2 separate regions of the Arabidopsis thaliana genome follow, and region 2 is linked to region 1. Evidence: chromatin contacts called from public HiChIP or PLAC-seq data. All regions are on one chromosome and are shown on one strand. The core of a region is the stretch at or near the end of the contact, and the rest is flanking DNA. Distances in the headings are between cores, read along the strand shown. Region 1 holds the start of AT2G12400 (plasma membrane fusion protein). Region 2 holds the start of AT2G12461.

The links. HiChIP or PLAC-seq counts read pairs in DNA pulled down with a chosen protein or histone mark.
Region 2: an H3K9ac HiChIP or PLAC-seq map of seedling shows a contact between it and region 1, with 4 times the contacts expected there. The contact joins the promoter of AT2G12461 here to the promoter of AT2G12400 in region 1. A contact is called at or near these places in 15 of 26 Hi-C or Micro-C datasets (callus, cotyledon, leaf and 3 more), 2 of 2 datasets of contacts at active chromatin or transcription factors (seedling and shoot) and 1 of 3 other capture datasets (seedling).

Annotation. Positions count from the first base shown.
Region 1 is chr2:5,006,077-5,011,392 of TAIR10.1, reverse strand. AT2G12400 (plasma membrane fusion protein) reads left to right here and starts at 2,951. Exons shown (of 9, transcript NM_126891.4): 1 at 2,951-3,349; 2 at 3,432-3,625; 3 at 4,433-4,614; 4 at 4,692-4,976; 5 at 5,058-5,116; 6 at 5,189-5,225; 7 at 5,311-5,316. The coding sequence starts at 3,253. AT2G05695 (a long non-coding RNA gene) reads left to right here and starts at 1,521. Exons shown (of 1, transcript NR_140098.1): 1 at 1,521-1,860. AT2G12405 reads left to right here. Exons shown (of 2, transcript NM_147300.1): 1 at 1-51; 2 at 500-601. The coding sequence ends at 601.
Region 2 is chr2:5,046,881-5,052,196 of TAIR10.1, reverse strand. It overlaps AT2G12461, which reads left to right and starts at 2,110. Exons shown (of 1, transcript NM_001124832.1): 1 at 2,110-2,244. The coding sequence starts at 2,110. The coding sequence ends at 2,244. It overlaps AT2G12462 (sterile alpha motif (SAM) domain protein), which reads left to right and starts at 584. Exons shown (of 2, transcript NM_001036271.2): 1 at 584-990; 2 at 1,244-1,763. The coding sequence starts at 612. The coding sequence ends at 1,614. It also overlaps the pseudogene AT2G12460.

The DNA.
Region 1 (5,316 bases), core at 1,702-4,201:
CTTGTTAAAGAGTTTCAAGGTTCATTAGAGACGGCGGTTTCGTCTAGGAGGGTTAGATAGGAGAGGGTTCAGTTGACCCCATGACTTTTATATTTTTTTTATTTTTTAAGGTTATTCGATTTTTTCCGGCCAAAAAAAAACATTTCCCCAAAAAATTTCAAAAGAGCGGGTCAGAATCTAATTCTTAAAATATGAAACCCCGCACGTATGTGCGGGTCAGAATCTAGTTATATTATTATCAAAAGAACTATAATTGTAGGATTTATAGCAATAGTTATATGTTTCTTAGTCCTCTTTTATTAAGCAAATGTAATAGCAAAGAATATTTTTAAAAATCAGCAATGAAATTTTTTTGAGTTAAATAAAGAATCATATTATAATATACTTACATTAATATATGACTTCCATAAAAAATATTTGTGGCTCCGCCACTGCTAGTGGGTGTTCTCAAACCTGTCTGAGTTGCTTTTGATGTGTCATGCTCTGGATTGGTAGCCAGAGGCAGTTTCTTTGGTTGTTCATTGGTGCTCACATGTCGTCGGTTCCGTTTTTACATTTAGTTTCTGGAGAAGCTGAAGTGTCCTTTTGCTATGAGGTTTGAGGACTGATTCACATAGGATATGCTGGTGGTTCTCGTTTGTGTTTTTTGTTTTATCATTTTTTCATAGTTTTTGATTTTTTTGTTTTAATTTCTTTTCGTTTTTCATGTATATTTTGCAACAAATCTAAATTTAGTATAAATCTACATATACATTTTTGCAGCCATTTTGTGAACTAAATCGTGTAGTTGGAATTTATTTACAATTGCTGCCACTAAATTTTAATGTTTGTTTTTGATAATTAGAGAAAAAATATTCGAATTAAATATTTGACATTTAACAATCTTCCCAAAATCTCTCCCAATTAACTACACGATTAGTTACTAAAATAAAACTTCCAAAATATTTAATATCATTTAATTACTATAAAATTTTTTCTTTTGATATTGCTTTTCTGCATGACTATAACAATTCGATTATAATCGTCAAACCGCAAAGATATTTGATAGCATTTAATTACTACAAAATTACAAAATATTTAGACAATGATTCATAAACATATCATAAATAAGATCAATATTAATAAAATATATTTGTTTTTTTTACGAGACGGGTTGACGGGACAGATTTGACAGGACGTTACTTAATAACAATTGTAAACTATAAAATAAAAATATTTTATAGATAGATACACTTTGCAAACTTTTATATATGCTACCTTTATAAAATAAATTGTTCCTGCGGTGTACCGCGGGTTAAAATCTAGTACTTAATAAATTAAACAAGAAAAGAAAAATATCTAGTCATTATGTGTGAATCTTACGCCACGAATAATTAATAATTAGTTTTTTTTTTTTTTCGTCAGTTTCATTAAACCCATAAAAGGGATACATGGTGAAAAGGATCCCAAGTACAGAAAGCCCAATTAACCCAATATAGCTATTACAATCAAAATAGACGAACACGTATGGGTAAAAGGGACATGTGTATGTGACACGTGTGTAACATCTGCTGAAGGTGGAAGAAGACGCAACCGACTCATTCCTAGCGTTTCCACCGGGCTGAAACTCCGATCAAATCCACCGAACTCTGCTAATCAAATCATCGTTTGCCATCCAAGGATTTTACCAGAATTCAGTTAAAACTCCAATCACCAATTCTCTGCCTTTGCTAAATTCTCTGAGTGAAAAGAAACAGGAATCCGAGTCATCAGATCTATGAACTGCTGGAACATACGACATGGCGAGAGGTCAGATCAGTCGCAAAACACGCTCTTCTGAACTGTTCTACGCCGGCCATCAAGTCCCACTCATCACAATTCACAATCTTAAAGAGAAACCTTCATCATTAGCCGATTACGGTCCATTAGGGGTATGAAGGATTTATTCTCCCCTTGACCAGAATTGAGAAACTGATGATTCTTGAGATTCTGAATTAAGCACTCAGCTTCTAATTCTTCTTCTCCAAAAGAAATCTAAGATCTGCAAAAGGAGAGAAAAACAAAACAAAAAACTAGCCATAGTGGCTAAGATAGACTCGCACTTGGGCGAGAATAGACAAAACCGGATTTCACCGGAAACAAAATCCGACAAAACATCGTCGGAAATAAAGGAAAACACTTTTCTCTCTCTGAAAGATTGTTGTGAGAGAAGAGAGAGAAAATAATTGATTTGATTCTAATGATTTTTTTTTGTGAAGATTAATTAATAATTAGTTATATGTTTATTTTTAGAAAAGCAGATTATCTCCAACAAATATGAAAATTGATTGGGTATAATATGCAGATGTGCATATTTATCTAACTCAGCACTAGTATTTTTGTTTTTATTTATGTGTTTTCAATTTTCATTAAGAAATAAACTTAAAAATCCGGTTAAATTATTATATATTTTTAGTCAGTTCTCTATTCTGAAGATTTTTATTTTATTTTATTGTATTATATTTTTTGTTTGATAAATAAAAACTCATAAACATTTTTGAAATTAATAATTCAGTAACAAATCTGTTTTTTTTTGGCCACATAGTAACAAATCTAAATAATCTTCGACCTTACATCACAAATTCACAACGGTAGTTGAAGACAGTTTAATAGTAAATACGAAAGTTTGTACCAAAGAATCTATTACAATTACTTGGAACTTGGAAGATTTAGTTTCAAGATTTTTAAGTTTTAATTATTAAACTAAGGGACAGTTGTACCCAAAAGATAAAATATCTCTGTCACCTCCAACAACAAGTCTTTATTCTCAAAGATTTGTTTTGTGACGCGTCGGCACAAGTTATGCCGCATAACTATCATAAATTATTTTATTAACAAAAATTTATGTTATGTTCGTAATTTAATTATACAAGAGAATATAATCACAACTAAAATATTCTACTTCTGATTTTCTTATTAATAAATATATTTACTCGGAACATCTTTTTGTAAGAAATTGGTTAACTTTACAAATGCGCACATTAAACCTATTTTCGAAATGTTGAAAGAAAAAATAAATTAACTTAATTTGCATTTGGAAATTAAATCAATTATGGAAAAACCGATGATTCGACGAATCAAACAGAACCGCGTCAAGCAATGCCTCTCAAATCAATCGTGTTCTTAACGTGAGAGAGAGCCCCATTGTTTCTCAAACACGATCGAGAATAAACATTACAACAACAACAACAGAAAAAAAAAACAGAGAGTTAAAAAAAAAAAGAACCAGACATAATGTTGTGTTTCAGATCTCAAAGAGTGTTTATACTTGTGTCTCTGTGTTTACTCTCTTCGTTTCTTGTGGTCGTCACTGGAACAACATCGATTACTGGTAAGACTTAGATTTTTCAAAAGTTGTTTCTCCATTTTTTTAATAGTTATAAGATTTTTCAATTTGTGTTTGATTGATTCAGGGGTTGGTAACGAAGAAGAAAGAGGTGTAGAAGAAGAATGGAGAACAAGTGTAATAGAAAGAGTAATTGCAGAGGAAAGTGGAGAGAACTCATCTCTGATTTTAGCTGCAAAGAGAACAAGAAGAAAAGATCCTGCTGATAATTTCAAACTCTACACTGGTGGATGGAATATAAGCAATTCCCATTATTTGACTGTGAGTCTTTTATTTCTGTGGTCCAAAAATGTTTTTTTTTTGTTGTTGTGTGAAATCTCTCTCCTTACCAGGTGGGTATTGCTTCATTTGACTTGGGTTCTTCTTAGATTCCTAAATTTTGATTAAAGTTATAATCTTTACCATCAAAAGTCTAGTGGAGTTTTGACTGTTTTAACTTTTAAGGTGTAGTTATGATGCTCATGATGAATTAATCAATAGCATAGGATTCACAACTAGTTGGTGCTTGGTTTACTTGACTTGGGTTCTTCTTATATTCCTAAATATTGATTAAAGTTATAATCTTTACCATCAAAAGTATGGCTAAATGGAGTTTGACTGTTTTAACTTTTAAGGTGTAGTTATGCTCATGATGAATTAATCAGTGGATTAGGATTCATAACTAGTTGGTGCTTGGTTTACTTGACTTGGGTTCTTCTTATATTCCTATATTTTGATTAAAGTTTTCATCTTTACCATTAAAACTATGGCTAACTGTAGTTAAATTTTAATTAAAGTTTTGATTCTATGACTAAGTGTAGTTAGGGTGTTTGGTTTATTTGACTTTGATTCTTATATTCCTGAATTTTGAACTTTAAAAGTTTTGATCTTTATCATTTTGTAATATTCACTCTGGATTAATCAATGGAAATTTGGATTAGCTCTATGACTAGCCTTGTTACTTGAATCAGTTTTATTATGCTTATATAGATGAAAGATGTTTGATACCAATTGATATTTTTGATGAGTCTTTTGTATGGTATTGGTGACATACTAATCAATCTCTATCATTCTTTGCTTGTGGTGCAGTCTGTTGGTTATACAGCGGCGCCTTTCATTATAATAGCACTAGTCTGGTTTGTGTTCTTTGGGCTATCATTGTCTCTGATTTGCCTTTGTTATTGCTGCTGTGCCCGTCAATCTTATGGTTATTCCCGGGTTGCTTATGCTCTATCCCTTATCCTCCTCATCTCGTTCACAATCGCAGCAATGTAATTCTCACGAGCTATTCTATTCGTCATCGTTGTTTCTTGCTGGATATTTATGTATCTTGTGTTTGATATTCCAGTATAGGATGTGTTTTTCTTTACACTGGTCAAGGGAAATTTCATGCTAGCACAACCGATACTTTGGACTATGTCGTGAGTCAAGCGAATCTCACGTCAGAAAACCTCAGGAATGTGTCAGATTATCTTAATGCAGCTAAGAAGGTTGATGTGCAATCCAGCATTTTGCCACAAGATGTTCTCTCGAGTATCGACAACATACAGGGAAAGATAAACTCGTCCGCCACAACTCTTTCTGTGAAAACAATGGAGAACCAAGACAAGATACAAAATGTCTTGGACATCATGTAAATATTCTGTACCATATCTTTATCTTTCATCTGTTTTTCACCTTTTTGCTTATGATTTTTTGTCTCTAATTGTTGTAGGAGACTTGCTCTCGTCATCATCGCTGCTGTGATGCTTTTCCTTGCGTTTATCGGATTTCGTAAGTCTTCATGTTATATGCATTAGCAAATTCTTTAACTTGCAGAACTTAACTTGCATTATTCTCATACAGTTCTCTCTATTTTTGGACTGCAATGCCTTGTATATACGTAAGTGAAGTCTCATTTTCTTATGTTCTGTTTTACATTGGTTCCACTATATGCTGAAAAGTTTGTTGTGATTATCAATGGACAGGTTGGT
Region 2 (5,316 bases), core at 861-3,360, 42 kb before region 1:
GCACCATGCTCAATACCAAAAGAAAACCAATACAATGTTGTATGTAATTAGGCTTCTTACTCTTTTGCATTATTGTTTTGGTGTAAGGTCCGTTTTTTTGCACTCTGTTTAAAGGAAGAAATTACTACTATAATTTTAAACTGTGATGTCAATTCATCCCATATTACATGTTCGTTTTCCGAGAACTTAAGAAAATGGAGTGGTTGAAAAAGAAATCTCTCTAAGTCACAACCACTACATTATTGCTTTAGAAATATAGAAAGCCTAAAGCCGTATTTTTCGTTACTCCTTTATTTGTCCCTTATGTGTGTCCCTCATATACAAAATAAAAATAACCTCATAATTCTTCTTTTCCAGAAACTAATCAAAACTACAGATACTTTTGGACGATTTGTAATTTTTTTTTTTTCTTAGAGGGGACCAAAACAAATCTAAAATGTTATCAATTTAAGTGTTATTTAAAGGTTAGAAAAATGTTCATGTATGTATATGTATGCACCCGTAAATTCATTTAGTCCAAAAGATAACCCATAAATTGCGCAAACACACATATATATACAAATGTCCTCCAAACTCACAGAACATCAGATACACACACACACACACACACGATGGATTGGTTCTCATGGCTGTCTAAAACCGACCTTGATCCGACCCTAAGCTACGAGTACGGACTCATATTCGCCCAAAAGAAGCTCCAGGGTGAAGACATCGCCCTTTTCAACCACAACTTTCTCCGGCGACTTGGTGTTACTGTGACCAAACACCGCGTAGAGATTCTCAAACTCTCAAAGAGAGAAACACAAGCACTCAGCTCCTATAACCATCGTCCTGTCTCGGCCAAACTCATATCTGTCGTCATCAAGGCAACCAAAAGTGTCGGCAATCGCTTAAACAAGTGGCTTTCTCTCGGAGGAACCGCCGTAGTTGAACCGCTCAAGGAGAAGCAGTCGCCGCCGCCTGCCTACCGTACCGGAGCCTTTTTGACTGGTAGGTCAAGATAATAATGCACCTAATCACTACTTATTGCAACCCGATTTTCTTTATAGATATTTAATTACAACAAAACTAATATGTTCTTGTACAATAACAAAATTGCATTTATGAATGACGTAAGAAGTCTAAGTTTTGTAAATCCATAAGTACTTTTTTTTTTAAAGTAATGTTTGGATAATTAGGGTTTGTAGTTGAAGTGGTGTTAGTTAAAACGTTTTTGTTGACAAAATTAGTTAACAACTTTCAGGTAATAACAATAAAGTCAATGCTGAAAAAGCTGTGGTACAAGTGGAGAGATTACCTGTGATAAAGAGGAAAAGGATTGTGAAATCTGGACCGTTGGATCGAAACCATGGAATACAAGAGAAAATGACGTTAGTAAGCAACCGAAGCATGAACCTATCTGGACCGTTGGATAGAAGTGTCCAAGAAAGACTCATTTTAGCTTATAGAAGCCCTATTGTGTCGGGACAGTTAGATGGAAACTTAAACGAACGATTGAGATTATCAGGGCCGTTGAAAGGAAGACCACCAAGCCCAAGTGTGTATGTGGAGTACAATAAAAGGGATGATGACACACGATGGGATGCTATGTTTCATAACTTGAAGCCTACGTAGATCTTGAGTATAAATTGTTTTCGTTTCGTTTTGCGAAAATGGATGTAGCTACTTATATATGTGTGGGTAATCAAAAATAAAAACACTATTACCTTCTCTAATTTTTTTTTTTAAATGGTACTCTTATCTTTAAATTTATTTTGTTTGTCATGGGAGAATATTCATTTACACCCACACCACATCTCCACTCAAAGAACTTGAACGAAGCCACCGTCCAATACTGTAGATTCTCGCCAGAACAAGATATCTGGTGAGTCTGGACGACGCGAGCCGAACAAGATGGTGATCCAAGATCTGTTGTCATCTCGCCACCGTAGAGTCGTTTTAAGAAGGAGGAAGAGATCCGATCTTGCCTTTGACGAGGAGATTAATGCTCGGCCGTGAGAGAGAGAAACAGTAGGGAGTAGAAAAAAAGACCTTCGACGTTGACATAGCTTCACCAGATCTGAATATACCTCCCCCATCGACAGAGATCCCGTGAAACCTTCAGAATTTATGGTCCTAATTCTAACTGTTTGCCTCTCTCAGATCTCACTTAGATTTCCGTCTTCCACTCCGCATCGCTACATCGATGGTGGAGCTCTTAGCGTCGGAGTCGGGCAGACACTTCTCCATCCACAACTCCCTTGATTATGGTCAGATTGCTTTGCCGGAGAGATGTTACAAGTTACAGATGAAGAACCATGAGCCTTTGGGCCCTCATCATCGCTGGAATCGATGGAGAATCCGACCACCGGTGTAGGAAATTGTGATCAGAAGAAGAACAAAGTTGAGAGAAAAATCACCGCGAGTGAGATCCACGTACACGACTTCTCTCAATACAATTTTACTTTCCTACACCCTCACCCACATCACATTTCAAACAGGGTACGAAAAAAAAACACTAAAAAGAAATATAAATAAATCTTATTATATAAAGTAGGGTTTTCAAAGTTAATAACTCATAAGATTGTGTCACATGACAAGTCTATCAATCAGATAATGACATCTATCAGAAATTTTTTAAACTTTGTTATTTTCCCTTGAAGAAATAAAAAAAAAAAAGAAAAAGCAAATTTACATATACTAATTTATGTCTATATCTAATTTTTGTTTTAACCAAAAAGAAAATTCACAAATTTGTTTTTATATGTGTTATTGGTCAATTAAATTTAGCATGTATTAATTTTTTTTAAAATCATTTAGTATGAATAATAGCTATTTAAAAGGCCATAGAAGTTTAAAATAAAAAATATTTTTTTTAATATTAATTTAGTTGGATAAAATTGTATCTTTCATTGTAATATAGTGTTTTGATTCGTTAAGCTAAAACACACAAAAAAAAAACTTAATGAGCTTATAAGAAATAATTTTTTGGATACTTATGTTCTATTCTATCAAATTTAATGCATCATATGATGGAAGGGATCACATACTTTGATGTGATAATGCAAACTTATACTAATGTTTTATTCCTTGAATTTAAATCATGTAGTAATAAGTGAAAACATAAATTATTTGGGAAAATTGTTTATATGATTAACTTTTCAAAAACTTAATGAGAAGTTAGTATACGAGATTACACAATATATAAAGTATAGATTTTGAACATGTTTTTCCACATATTTTAATTTGTGAATTTTTCTGTTTATCTTTATCAATTATATTTTCTTAGTTGTTAATTATTTTTAGTAATAACTAAGATATAGATTTGATCAGATATAATTATGATATGAAATTGTTATCACTTAAGATAAAGTGTGTAGAGTTAATATCGAGTTTACTATGATTAAATAAATAGTTAAGCTGTATTGTACAATTAAATGTGTAAGATGAAAATTTGTATTAATTACTAAATAAAATATAGAAACAGTGTGTGAGTTATTATTTAGAATTGAAATATCATCAATAATATTAAGTATATAGAATTAAAGTATATAATAAAAATTATTATAAAATAGAATGCATAATATTATAAAGTTAAATATCAAAATTCAAATACTAACAATAAAATTTATATCTTACACACGTCTTTTTAGGTGAGCCTTATCTAGTCTTTATATAACTCATGATATATATTAATTAAGTCATAGCAAATACTAATAGCAAGAACATTGAGCGGGATGAACTAGGAATGTTTATTGTCTGGTGATATTCTATTAATTCGAAACATACACCGTCCTACTAAAGATCTTGTGGGTTCTGAAATCCACACTAGAGATTTGTAATTGAGACTATGAGAAAGGAGGGCTAGATCTTCACAAGAACTTTAAGATTTATATTGCTAAGAACGAATGGACTTTTGTATTGATTAGAACAGAGCTTTTACAATGTGAAAGGAGATTACAAATGTAAAAGTATAAGTGTGAATGAAAAGCTGAGTGAATGTGTCTTCCAAGTCGTCCTTGCTTCCTTATATAGGTTTACGCACGTGGTAGCTCCGTCTGGGATCTACGGAGATTCTCCTGGATATTCGGCAGGTCAGTTCCGAGATATCAGGTCCGCTCCTCGAATATCTCCCTGTTAGTTCCTAGGTTGTTACTCGCTTATCTCCCTTCATCAGGTGATCAGGCTTATCAGGCCCAAATACCCTTTCGCGTATGTGGGCTCATCAGTTGCGCAGGTCCTCTACTTGGTGGGCTTGGTGGGTTTAGTGGGCTGGCTTGGTATCTTCGCAGGTGGATTCTTGGAGGGAAATCCAACTCCAACATTTACCCCCAAGCCCATTGAATGAGTAGGCGAACTGGATGCGCGGACATCTTAGTCTGGTAAGATTGCGAAAATATTTTAGATGAGGTGATAGATATGATAAGATCAGTCGGTTTTGAGGATAAACTAAATAAAAACGATTTAATTTCAGGTTCCTGAACCGAAAGATATTGAGTAGATACGCAAGATAAGTCGCTGTTGACATGGACGGCTGAGATGGAGCGTCTCTTCAGGGCACCACATCTGACGGCCCAGATCAGACGCTGGGAAGAGATCTCTGCAATCTCGAAAACCGTGGTGATGATGGCTTCTTTATGTCGGCCGCAGTGACCGCAACTCAAAACAGTCTAAATGTTTCCAGCAAATTTGCCTCGGCCTCTCATCCTTCACTCCCTGAGATTAATATCGGGACCTCTGCTGCAGCGGATCGGGCAGATAACAATCAGGTCGCTCAGGTCTCTGAGCCATCTGGAGCTGTTCGTGCTGATGGTGCACTGACTTCTCCGAAGAGAGCTCGGATCCTACCGGAGGTGCGCCCGGCAGCTGAGCTGTTCGTGCTGATGGTGCACCTGCGGCAGCTAACCCGGAGGCAGCTGTGTCCGCAGACAGGCGGTCATCTGGTAGGTCCCAAGGCAGAGGCCGAGGATCAAGAGGTTGGGGCAGGTCTTCCTTTCAAGGTTTGAACCGGTCTCAAGAAGTGAGGTAGAAGTCCAATTCTGGTGGAGGGTCAGCGGGAAGCAGGCCCTTCCATTGGTCTTACACTCACGACCGTGATCATCCGATCGTCGAAGACGAGGCTGGGTTGGCGAATCTGCTTCGCCACATCAAAGGGAGGAACTGCTAGGTTCCCGATGTGAAGAACATGGCCAAGGCGGCGGCTTATGCTGACATGATGGCGAACGAGGGCAAGGTAATAATCGATAACTGCCTCCTTCTGATTCCATTCTTATGTCAGTTCTAATTGCTGTTTTGTCTTTGGCAGGCGATAGCTATTACGAACAAGTTGGTTGCTCT